2 separate regions of the Gossypium arboreum genome follow, and region 1 is linked to region 2. Evidence: chromatin contacts called from public Hi-C data. All regions are on one chromosome and are shown on one strand. Each heading gives the region's core, a stretch centred on a gene start, on an enhancer-like site or on the middle of the called end of the contact. The rest is flanking DNA. Distances are from core to core; before and after follow the strand shown.

Region 1 (5,620 bases), core at 856-3,355, 130 kb before region 2:
ACATATTATTTACTATCATAATAGGTTAGCCCAAATTAAAAGTGATCTAATTTGGTTAAGATTTATTGGGCTTTAATTATTAAATAAAGTATGAGTCAAATATGTATAGATACTCTAGTAACTAATTTCTAATTGATGACGAGCTGATTAGAAATTAGGGTTAATGTGCCAAAATTATATATTAGGGTTATGGCCCCCAAATTACATATAAGATAACTTTTCTAATATCACATTTTTAGAAAAGAGAGAGCCGCCTTTTCTAGATTACTTATGTGTTAATTTGGAAGAGCAAAACCCCAAGATTCGTAGATTTTAAAAAGTCGATGAATTTAGGTACGCTTCTGCATCTAGTTTTGTTCTTGATTTATTCTTATGATTTGGCATGACAGATCCTGGTTTATAGTTCTAATTTTATATTAAATATTATTTACGGTTCTAACAAATCTCACTTATCAGATTCCATTGTGAAAAACACAATTTTTTTTCTGAAGAATTCACCATGATGTATGTGATCCATGCATAATATCATAAAAAATTTATTCAAATTTTACAGTGTTACTTAATATCGACAATAGGTGCAAAAAAGATTATCTAAAATATCAAAATATTTATATACATAATTTAAAAATAAAATAACTCATATACAATTTAACATCTAGATTCATTCATTAAATATATATCACATCTTCACTCAATAATAAGACGTGATTCAAATTCTTTTATATTTATTTTAGTTAATTAATTAGAATCATTGTAATTTTAAAATAATTTTTTTCTAATTTGTGGAGTACATCATACATATCTAATAACAATTTCGGAATAAACACATGGAGGGATTATTTGTCTTTTGAAAGTGTGGATAAATCATTTTAAAATAAAACACATACCTTATATATAATAATTAAATTAAATAAAATTTAAAAGAATCTAAAAATTTCCTAATTGACTCTTGGCTAAAGGTATCCATGCGCTGGTCGGGTCCTAATAAAATTTTAGGCCTGTTTGATAGGTCTGACTCGGATAAAAATACTAAAACTCGGGCCCAACCCGATCCATCCATATTAAAATTTAAAAGAATTTGAAAATTTGCTAATTGAGTTTTAGCTAAAGGTGTCCATGAGTCGGACCGGACCTTAACAAAATTGTAGGCCCAACTCAATATATGGGCCTAAAATTTTACCAAAACTCGACTCGAATAAAAATACTAAAACTCAAGCCCAACTCGATCGGTGCAGATTGAAATTTTTTATATTATTTTATATGAAAAATAAAAAAATAATACATCAAAAACACTAAAAAATTTAAAATGAATGTTTCCCAATAAATTGAAAATAAGTACAACTTAACAAGTAAATGCCTCTAAAATAATAGTAAAGTTAATAATAAAACAAAAGTTATACAATATCTAATAATAACAACAAAATAGTAGCAACATAATAATAAAATAACAACAAAATAATAATTTTTTTTTTTTGCAAATTTGGGTCGAGTCCAACCTGAGCCAAAAAACCTTACCTGAGGCCTGATCTCATTTTCTAAATAAGTCTTATTTTTTGTACAAGACTATTTTTCGGGCCAATATTTTTATTCAATCTCTCTCATTTTTTAAGCGGATCGGGTGGTTCGATCCATAAACAGATCTAGTCTTAACTCGATTGACATCAATATTATTATCAATACAAAAAGATATGAGTTTAAACGTGTTATAACAAATTTATTTTTTAATTAAAAAGAATTATAAATAATTGTAAGTATTGTATTAAAATTTTAATATTTTAAATACATAAAAAAATTTAAAAGAAAAGAAAACATTAATAGTTAAAAAAAAAAAACCACAATCACGTGTTGAGCATTGATTTCATTACAAAAAAATCTGAGCAAAAGAGAGAGGAAAAACAAAAGCAAACATGAAAAAACCAAAAATATCTTTTTCTTTTAAACTTAAATAAAAAAAGAAAAGGTACTTCGTGCGTTAGTATTTTGGTGAAGGGGGTGGCTCGAAATTTCAAGACTTTAAATAAAGGAAAAAGCGGAGTTTGTTATTCTGCAGGTCATACTCTGAAGATCAATCATGGCCGTACACGTTATGTCAGCTTAACGGTCATCATGTCCTCGTTAAGTGTAAGTGGGTGAGGACGTGCCCCCAATCCCCAATTCCCCACATCCGGGTCCACCCGCGCCATCATTACTGTTTTGATTTTTTTTTTTTTAAAACCACAAATGGTCCAACACTAATTTAAACATGAAGATCTGCAACAGGAGGCGTAGTCATTTTCGTCATCGACACCACTATCGTGCTCCAATACTATTTTAAATGTTTTTCTTTACTGTTATTATTCTATTTTATGTATTTTTTTAAAATAGGTAAATTATATTTAAAATTATTAAATTATTAGTAAGTTTATATTTTAATCATTTAATTTTAAAAAATTATAAAATTTATTGAACTATTTAAAATATTATTTAATTAGGTTGTTAGTATTATTATAATATTTAATTAGGTTATTAGTATTGCTATAATATGACTTTCTCTATTCATATCACTTGTACTAATCGAAACTTTTTTCTCGCAATTCAATTTTCATTTCATGACATAGCTTCGAATATAATAAATCTACGAATTAAAATCTAAACAATTTTCTTCTCTAATTTCCGACACTAACCACCAAATTCACTTGGATCTAAGATATGTTCTTCTACTCACTGACAGGTACTGATACATTGTATTCATCATCAAATCATCACTTAGAACTCACCAGTGGAACTTTAAAAAAAAAACTGCCTAGTGATTTGAATAAAAAATTTTGAATAGTTCAATAATTTAAATAAAAACCTTTGAGACTATATTGTAATATTTTAAAATTAAGTAATCTGAAACATAAATTTACTAACAGGTTTAGTAACATTGGGTATAATTTACCCTTAAAAATATATACTATGTTATATATTAAACTAGCTTTTACTTCTATGCAAAGCTTATGTATCTTAATTAAAATATAAATTATTTAATAATTTTAAAATTAATTAATAATGTCAAAATAAATTTAAACATATTAAATCATAATTTTAAAAGTTTTAAACCTTATAAAAAATTGTATTCTAATAATGTATAGTATAAAATTTTTAAAATACTATATGAATAGTGGAAGCTTGATCTTGAAATGTGTCTTATGTTTGCAATTCGCGTATTGATTGGATAAGTGTTGAAGCGGTGCGAATTTAAGGTATTTTGAGAATATTATTTTTGTTGTAAATATATTAAATGGATGTCTATAATTTTTAAAATTTATGAAAGTAATGAGTTAAAATCATTATTAAAGATGTTTAATGTATGTGTTAATGAATCAGTTAAATAAGCTTCATTTATTTATGTTGCATTAAATGTTTATAACCTTTAAATATTTATAAAAGTAATGAGTTAAAACCTCGTTCATTATTAAAGATTCTTACTGTACATGTTAATAAAGTTAAAACACCCTAAACCCGGCCTAGACGTTATGAGTGAATCTGGTGATGTCACGTGATAGTGTTACAATAAAACTGTTTTCATTTATTTACTCTTGTTGATTTTAAAATTGCTTACTTATTTAATCGATTGTTTTAAAACACAGCTCGTTGCGGAAGCTTTAAAAATCATTTATTTATGAAAAACAAAGTTAATTAGGTAAAATTGTTCGTCTTAGGAAAACCCCTTAGTTTTAGAGAAAGCCATTTGTTCGTTGAGTTTGTGCAGTTATTAAATCCACGAAAACAGTCTAAAATCCGAAATAAAAGCAACCAGTCTAAAAAGTCCAATTTACATAAAAAATAACCCATAAAATAATTAAGAAATAATTACCAAAATTAAAATTTAAAACAGTATAAAATACGTGTGGCCACTGTCAGGTCCTCCGCTGCATCGATTTGTCAAGTTTGGGGATTACCTGTGCGCATTAATAGAGAGGGGTGAGTTTACGTAAACTCAGTGTGTAATCCCACAAAAAACAACAACAGCAAACACAGTGCACAATCAAATCAGTCTTGGGCCTAAGCCCCCTTTCAATATCATTAACGGTTCAGCCTTAGCCCAATCCAGTATCAATATCAGTATGCATAAAGGCCTTAGCCCATCACAGTATCAGTAATAGATATACAGTATTCAGTACAAAGTCCTACCCAACCAGCCTCTACACACCATCTCCGTCCAACCTTACACTCTATGTGGGGATTAAATCAACCCACCCATCACTACACTCTAGGTAGCACCGAATGCGGCACAATACAGTAGTTTGCAACTGAGCTGCCCGTATATTAGGCTTAAAGCCTTTCAGTACACTTCCTCCAAATATTATCATCCCAACCCAATGAAATGCAAACATATAATATGTCATGCTTTTATGCAACCATCAGTCATACGTATACATACATATATCAGTAATCATGTATCACATACACTTAGATTATACACTTAGGGGTCTAGGTCACGCTTACCGACCCTACAATAGGTTCACAGTCGTCTTGGGTGACCCGTGCAACCCTAGGAATCATTCTAGACAAATGGGCTCACATGCCTATGTGGCTTGCTCGTGTGGGCTCACACGGCTCAAATTTTCTTTGGCCGTGTAGATCAACGACCTGGCCCAAAATCCCACATGCCCGTATGGTTTACCTGTGTGGGCCCACGCACCCGTGTGGCCCACACAGCCCAAATTAGTCTAGCCCGTGTGTCGCACACGGCCTACTTGGCCATCACATGGCCGTGTCTTGTGTGCGGCCTGGCCTCGTCGATCGTACGCCCGTGTGGCGTCGACAATGAGGTTTTCAACTTTCACTGAAACCTCGTTTTTTGTGTAATAGAGTACACACCTGGTACGATTTCGACGCGAAACCACTCTCGAACCTCCAGAACCTAAAAATCGACAACCCAAAGCTTAGAGTCAGATTTAATTCGCGACTAAATCGAACTACAAAACCAACACCGAATTCCAACACTTACTCAATCACCATGACTATTGGATTACGATTCCAAACGAGGGAAACCTCTGATCACCAGATTGGCTGCTGTTAAAGCACAAGCACTATATTAACAGAGGATTTGACAAAATTAAAAGAGTAAACAGAGGCTCCCTCCTCTGTAGAACTTACTACCACTCACCAAACGAGCACATCCAGCAACCAAAATACGAAGGAGAAATGCGAAATAAGAAGAAAGTTCCATTGACAAGCCTTCTCAATCAGTAAAGAAAAACCACACTCCCTCTGCAGAGCTATCAGGGCTTTCAAATTATCCCTGAGGCCAACCTCAAAGCGGACACATTGCTTATATTCAGCCGCCACCATACCTCACTCATAGCGGCTCAATCACAGGTATTCAGCCTCATACTCGGCCACAGATTGATCTCCCTAAGTACGGTTCAGGAACTCTTTCCTACGGGCATCCACGTATGTAACACCCCTATCCTGTATCTGTCGCTGGAATAGGTAAGGGGCATTACCAGACAAACAGAACATTTTAGAAAAATTCAGAATCACAGATATTATTTAACATCATTTCATAAGTAATCATCTCTTAAGATGGTCTACGAGACTTAAAACATACGTTTAAGAACGGTTAGAGCCATACCGAACACATTCATAAAAT
Region 2 (5,526 bases), core at 2,702-5,201:
ACTCAAATTAAATCAAATGATATTTGTATTTAATTTATAATTTATTTTATTTTATGATGTAAAAATAAATATTTTATATTTAAAAGGTAAAAATTTAAAAAATTATATAAAAATATTTATTAAAAATATTATAAAAATTATTGATAATTTTTTCTTGATAAATTGTTTTTAGAAATATTTATAAAAAAATCTACTTACCAAAGAATATTTAAAAGATATAAAATAAAGCTTATTTTTCAAAATAAATTTAAAAATCTAAAATGAAAAATTAATATGAAAATCAAACTAAATAATGATAGACCGTTCAAAAGCTTATCAATCAATTTCTTTCCTTGCGGTTCGCGTATTTGAAATTTAATCATAATTTGCTAATTATGGTTTGGTTGTATTAGCAAAGTTGATGTGCTAAGACCAAGCACAAATGCTAAATGTGTATTCTGCTTATATTATTCATATGTAAGTTATGTCTAAATTTATTTTGTTCTAATTTCAAATATATTTTGATTTTCAACTTATTTTATACTTTAAATTTAGTTGATTTGGTTATAGTTGATCCTACATGTAATTATTAATAATTTGTAATTGTACTTTAAATACCTTAAAAAAGTAACCTTTGTTTTTATGTTAAATTTAGCCTTTTATTTTTATTTTTAATTAATGTTTCTTAAGGATGCTTTCTCTTCTTTTTCCCCCTACTTTAAATATTCTTTTAGGGGATTGGAAGAGAATGACAAGACCCAAAAACCATGAACCAATCTAAAATCACAAACCATTCAACAATGTTACAGTACAAACCATTGCAGCTACCTTGTACCCTTGGATGATGGCAACTTTGAGGCATCCAACCAAAAAGAAGATAAAAATGGAATTTGGCAAAAGGAATGAATTAAATATTTGATTTTGACCTATACCAAATATGAGTAAGCTTATGATGCAAATCATATTAAATCATTATCCAAAGTGACATAAGCTTGCTCAAATTATTATCCACACTTTAGTTTTAGGTCCAATATCTTGTTCATCACAAATGAGAAAGGTAAGGCATGTATATATGTGAAAGATAAGGCACGCATATATACATAAGCAGAAACAAAAGCTAAACAACAATGTTGCTCGTGTCAAAACAACAAATATTGGTTTGGTCATGCCACAATTATAAAAATAAAGTATCCTTTCTTTAGTCATATCTTAAAAAATTTCTTGCAGTATTGAAGAGCTAGTTCGATATAATGATCAAGATCTTCCATACTGTGTATCCGCCATGGCCAGAGTAATATCCCTGGAGCTGATGTCCATGGGATTGAGAAGTTATAGCAGCAAAAGTTTAAGGAAAGCAAACAGATTTGATGTTACATTTCATGCCAAAAGGAAATATTATGTCATGCTATCATAAAGAAGAGTACAAAGGTTCAAATCTATACATGGATCATCAAACTTAATGTTAGAAAAAATCAAGAATCAACCTCTACTCCACTCTACATCTCTCTTTCTTTCTTTATAATGGTTCTTATGCATGTAACTAGTTTCAATGAGAACCCATATTCAAGCCATCAAGCGAAACTATCTCATCATCACCTTTACTAAAATGAACATAAAGAAGAAAGGGCAGAGGAGATATTGGAATAGCTTCTGTAGCAATACCTGTGTGCACCGGAGATAAATTGTCAATTGGCACAATGTGACAAACTTCTTGTTTGGTTCTCATATCTAAAAACAGAAAGTAGCCATCCATTTCCAATGGCTAATTTTTGTTTTCCTTCTGAACCTCTGGTGCAGGCTGAGAATGGTTGATGGAAATAAATCCATCACTGTCATCATCAGAGTCAGTATCAGAGGAAACAGAACTTTCCTCGGAGAAACAAAGCCCAGCCAAAGGAAAGCCATTGATAAGATCCCCAGACCTATGCTCAGACTCCGTTCGATGTTCAGGCTGTACTGAATCCATAACATCTTCCCTTGGTGTGGCAGAGCCTCTGTTAACCTCATTGATATCAGAAACAATTGTTGTCGTTGAGCAATGATTAACAGGACAACCATTAGGCCTGCAAATAGGCTCTTGACGTTTCCTCATCCTTAACTTCTCAGATAATGCATCGTTATTACCATTTTCACCCTCACCTACATCTGTAGTTGAAGTTTGTTTTCTTTTGAGAGTTGGAGTCGCAGTTTCCACACTCGGATTTTCTACTGGTGCACAATCATCATCACTATCGATATCAACAATCTCAACAACGTTTTGAGATGGAGGTCTCCAACTCCCTGGCACGCAAGATTTCAGGAAGAATAAGTTAAACCGGAAGATATTAAAGGGGGAAAACACTTTACAAGTTCCACAACAGGTAAGTATTGCTCATAGATATACATTTAGCATAAGCACTTAGAATATGTATTTCGATTTTTCGACACCCGAATCAAACTCCAGCTAGTTGTATATACATTCTATGATCTATACATGCAGAACTAATTTTCTCATGAAGCATGGTGAATGAAGTACACATTGGTACGAAAAAAAAGAAAAAGGCTAAATGTTTTGAATTTCCTGCAATAGAACATAACCTTTAGAGCAAATTGCTTATCCTGCTATACAAGTATCAGTATTTATTATTTGATACAGAGCATTATTGAGGGTTGGACCCTCAACAAGTCCGGTATTATATTCTTGGAGCGCCTATACTCCATTTTAACCCCAAAATTTTGTCCCAGTGGTACTCATCTTACCCATAAATGCCTATATGCTATAGGGAATGAATTCAAACCACACCATAAAACTCTCAAGTTTCTCCTGGCACTGTTTGCGACTCCTGGCACCAGCATGTGGCGTCTCCATGCCCCGTTCATGGACAGGGCAAAAGCTCGAGGCTAAAACGGAGCATAGAACCCCGAGACAGAATACTAGACCTTTTGAGAATCCAACCCTAAAAAAAAATAAAAAGGCGCTGGGACTTGTTGAGGATCCGACCCTAAAAAATATCACCATCAGTCCATAACCTGAAATGATACTGAAACCTTCATATGCATAGCAATCTTGAATATCAACTCTAGCATGAATTTAACCAACCAAACAACAATATAAACACGAAAACAAAATAAAAAAAGGTTCAGGAATGTTGAATTTTTACCAGCATTTGGTGAATAACCGTTAGCTTCAATAGGTTTTAGCCTCCCATTTTCGGAAACCCCAATTTCTCCCCCAATCCTATTGTTGTTCTTGGAATCATCTTCATCTTGTAGAGTATTAAAACCAGTCTCTAAACATAAAACCCTCTTATCCAACTCCTCGAATCTCTTCCTCAGTATTTCCAACTCAGATTCAGCTTTGGCTTTCTCATTTTCAAGCTCGCAATTCTTGCTTCTCAAATTTATAATTTCGTGTTGTTTCTCATACATACCCTTCACTTCCTCCGACAATCTATTACACCTTTCCTCAGCAGACTTTCCTCTTTCCCTCAAAACCATATTTTCTTCCCGCAACTTCGAAACCTCACCCCTCATGTCCTCCAATTCTTTCTTGCATTTCCTCAGATCATCCGCAAAACCCATTTTTTCCAACCTCTCTTCTTCGAATTTGTAGGAAAATGAATCCTTTGCCTGTTTCAGTGACTCGATTTCCAGCTTTGATTTCTGCTCTCTCGCCAAAAATTCCTTTTCTACCATGGCGAAATCGTTGGAACGAAAAGTGGATTTTACAAGAGAAATCATTTTGGGAATGCTCCAAGTGCTGATATTCCCAATTTCGTTGTCACCCAAATCTGTCGAAGTAATAATTTCATTCTTAATAGCCATTATTTGTGAAATTGAAAACAAAACAAAGAAAAAGGGATATAAAGCGTCGTGAAGAAGAAGCAGAAAAGGAAAAGACTCTCAGGAATTTGTCCTTATTTTGGTGCCCTACTGAGGCTAAATACTTGAGTAGGTTGTACTTAGCCCAAACTGGAAACCAAATATGGCGCACTACAAGTTTTTTGGGTAAAACTTACATAGAAGTCCCTTTATTACGCTAGCTGTTAAATCCTTATTTTGGTATAATACTACTTTAGCCCTCCAATTTTTACACTTTTATTTGATTTGGTCTCTATTCTTTTATTTTAAATAAATTGGTCTTAATCTTTCGCACTATTTTGTTTTATATAATATATTAATAATTAATTAAAATTAAAATCATAATTTCCAATAATTATTAAAAGAAAAACTCTTTAAATTAAGAAAAAATGTGAAATAAGAGACGAAAATGATATGCACAAATTGGATTGACCCATGGATATTGCCATAGTATAAATATTTTCACTACTAGACAAAAAAGAGGTGTTATATCTATTATCTAGTTTTAAATCGGTTACCTGAATATGAAAATGTGATGATGTTATCTACTTTAAAAATAGGTGAATTAATTTTATACATTAAATTAAAGAGTAAATTAATCATTTATGTTAAAAATTTTAAGGTAAACTACACAAATAGTTACTGAACTATGCATATATTTTTGTTTTGATCATCTAACTTTAAAATTTTTAATTTAAGCATTAACATTTGAACTCATTATTGTTTTTATAACATGCTGTAAATTGATAATAAAAAAATTTTAATTGGTATAATGATACATTTAGTACTCTATACTTACATATTCTATCAATTTGATCCTAATTCTAAATAATTTAATAAATTTAACCATTTACATTTACAAATTCTATCAATTTGATCCTCAAACTTCCTAACCAAAGTTTTTATATTTTAAAACAAAGTCATTCCACATCTATAAAATCACAAAACCCAAAAAGATTATATATATAATAAATAAATAAATAAAAACCTTCTCTCCACTAAGTACTAACAAGTCGTTTTCCAAGTCAATTCTTGATACCAATGAGTTTATACTAAATTTTTTCTTTTCTTTTTTTTTTATACTAAATTTTTTCTTTTCTTTTTTTTTACATTAGTTTTCTTCTAAAGATAATATTTTATAACCCTTTAACCAATAAAATTTTGGCTAAAGAAAATAGAAAAACCGTTAAAAAGCCACTTTAGATTTACTATTATTGTTAATGTATTATATTTCCTTTAAGATACATAGAAATAATCCTCAAGTTGGTTTTTGAAATTGAAAATTAAATCTAGAGTTAAAAATATAACTTTGAAAAATCTAATTGCTCAATCAATAATTGCATAAAAAATTTATGAACATTTAATATTTCATAAGAAAAAATGTGAAAGAATTAATTGAATTTCTTTTATTATATTGATAATAATTTTTTAATGTTATAAACTGATTATGAGATTATTATGTGTTCTATTTATTTTTAATTTTAAATCTAAAATAAGCAACATGTATCACTAATAGTAATATGATTTAGTGTCAAATCATATACCAAATTAATTTAAAACTAAAATTATGCTAGTCAAAGTCAAAACTTATTTTTCAAAAGTATTTAACTATTTATATAAATTTATTATATATTATATTTTTAATATTTGTATTTTCTATTATTTTTAATGGTGTTTAGTTAATTTCTAACACCAACTTCTTAAAAA

The links. Hi-C and Micro-C count contacts between places; a contact is called where the count stands out from the background.
Region 1: a Hi-C map of leaf shows a contact between it and region 2, with 2.3 times the contacts expected there. The contact joins the enhancer-like site here to the promoter of LOC108467950 in region 2. A contact is called at or near these places in 2 of 5 Hi-C or Micro-C datasets (both in leaf).

The regions. Positions count from the first base shown.
Region 1 is chr1:33,633,331-33,638,950 of ASM2569848v2, reverse strand. No RefSeq gene overlaps it. Among protein-coding and RNA genes, the nearest start is that of LOC108454913, 16 kb to the left of the region's middle. Within about 2 kb of position 2,105, at least 1 of the 2 cell types and tissues checked has an H3K27ac peak or open chromatin away from gene starts, as enhancers often do. A contact at or near this core is called in leaf, where this site is marked.
Region 2 is chr1:33,501,258-33,506,783 of ASM2569848v2, reverse strand. It overlaps LOC108467950, which reads right to left and starts at 3,951. Exons shown (of 2, transcript XM_017768780.2): 1 at 3,120-3,951; 2 at 1,355-2,259. The coding sequence starts at 3,783. The coding sequence ends at 1,742.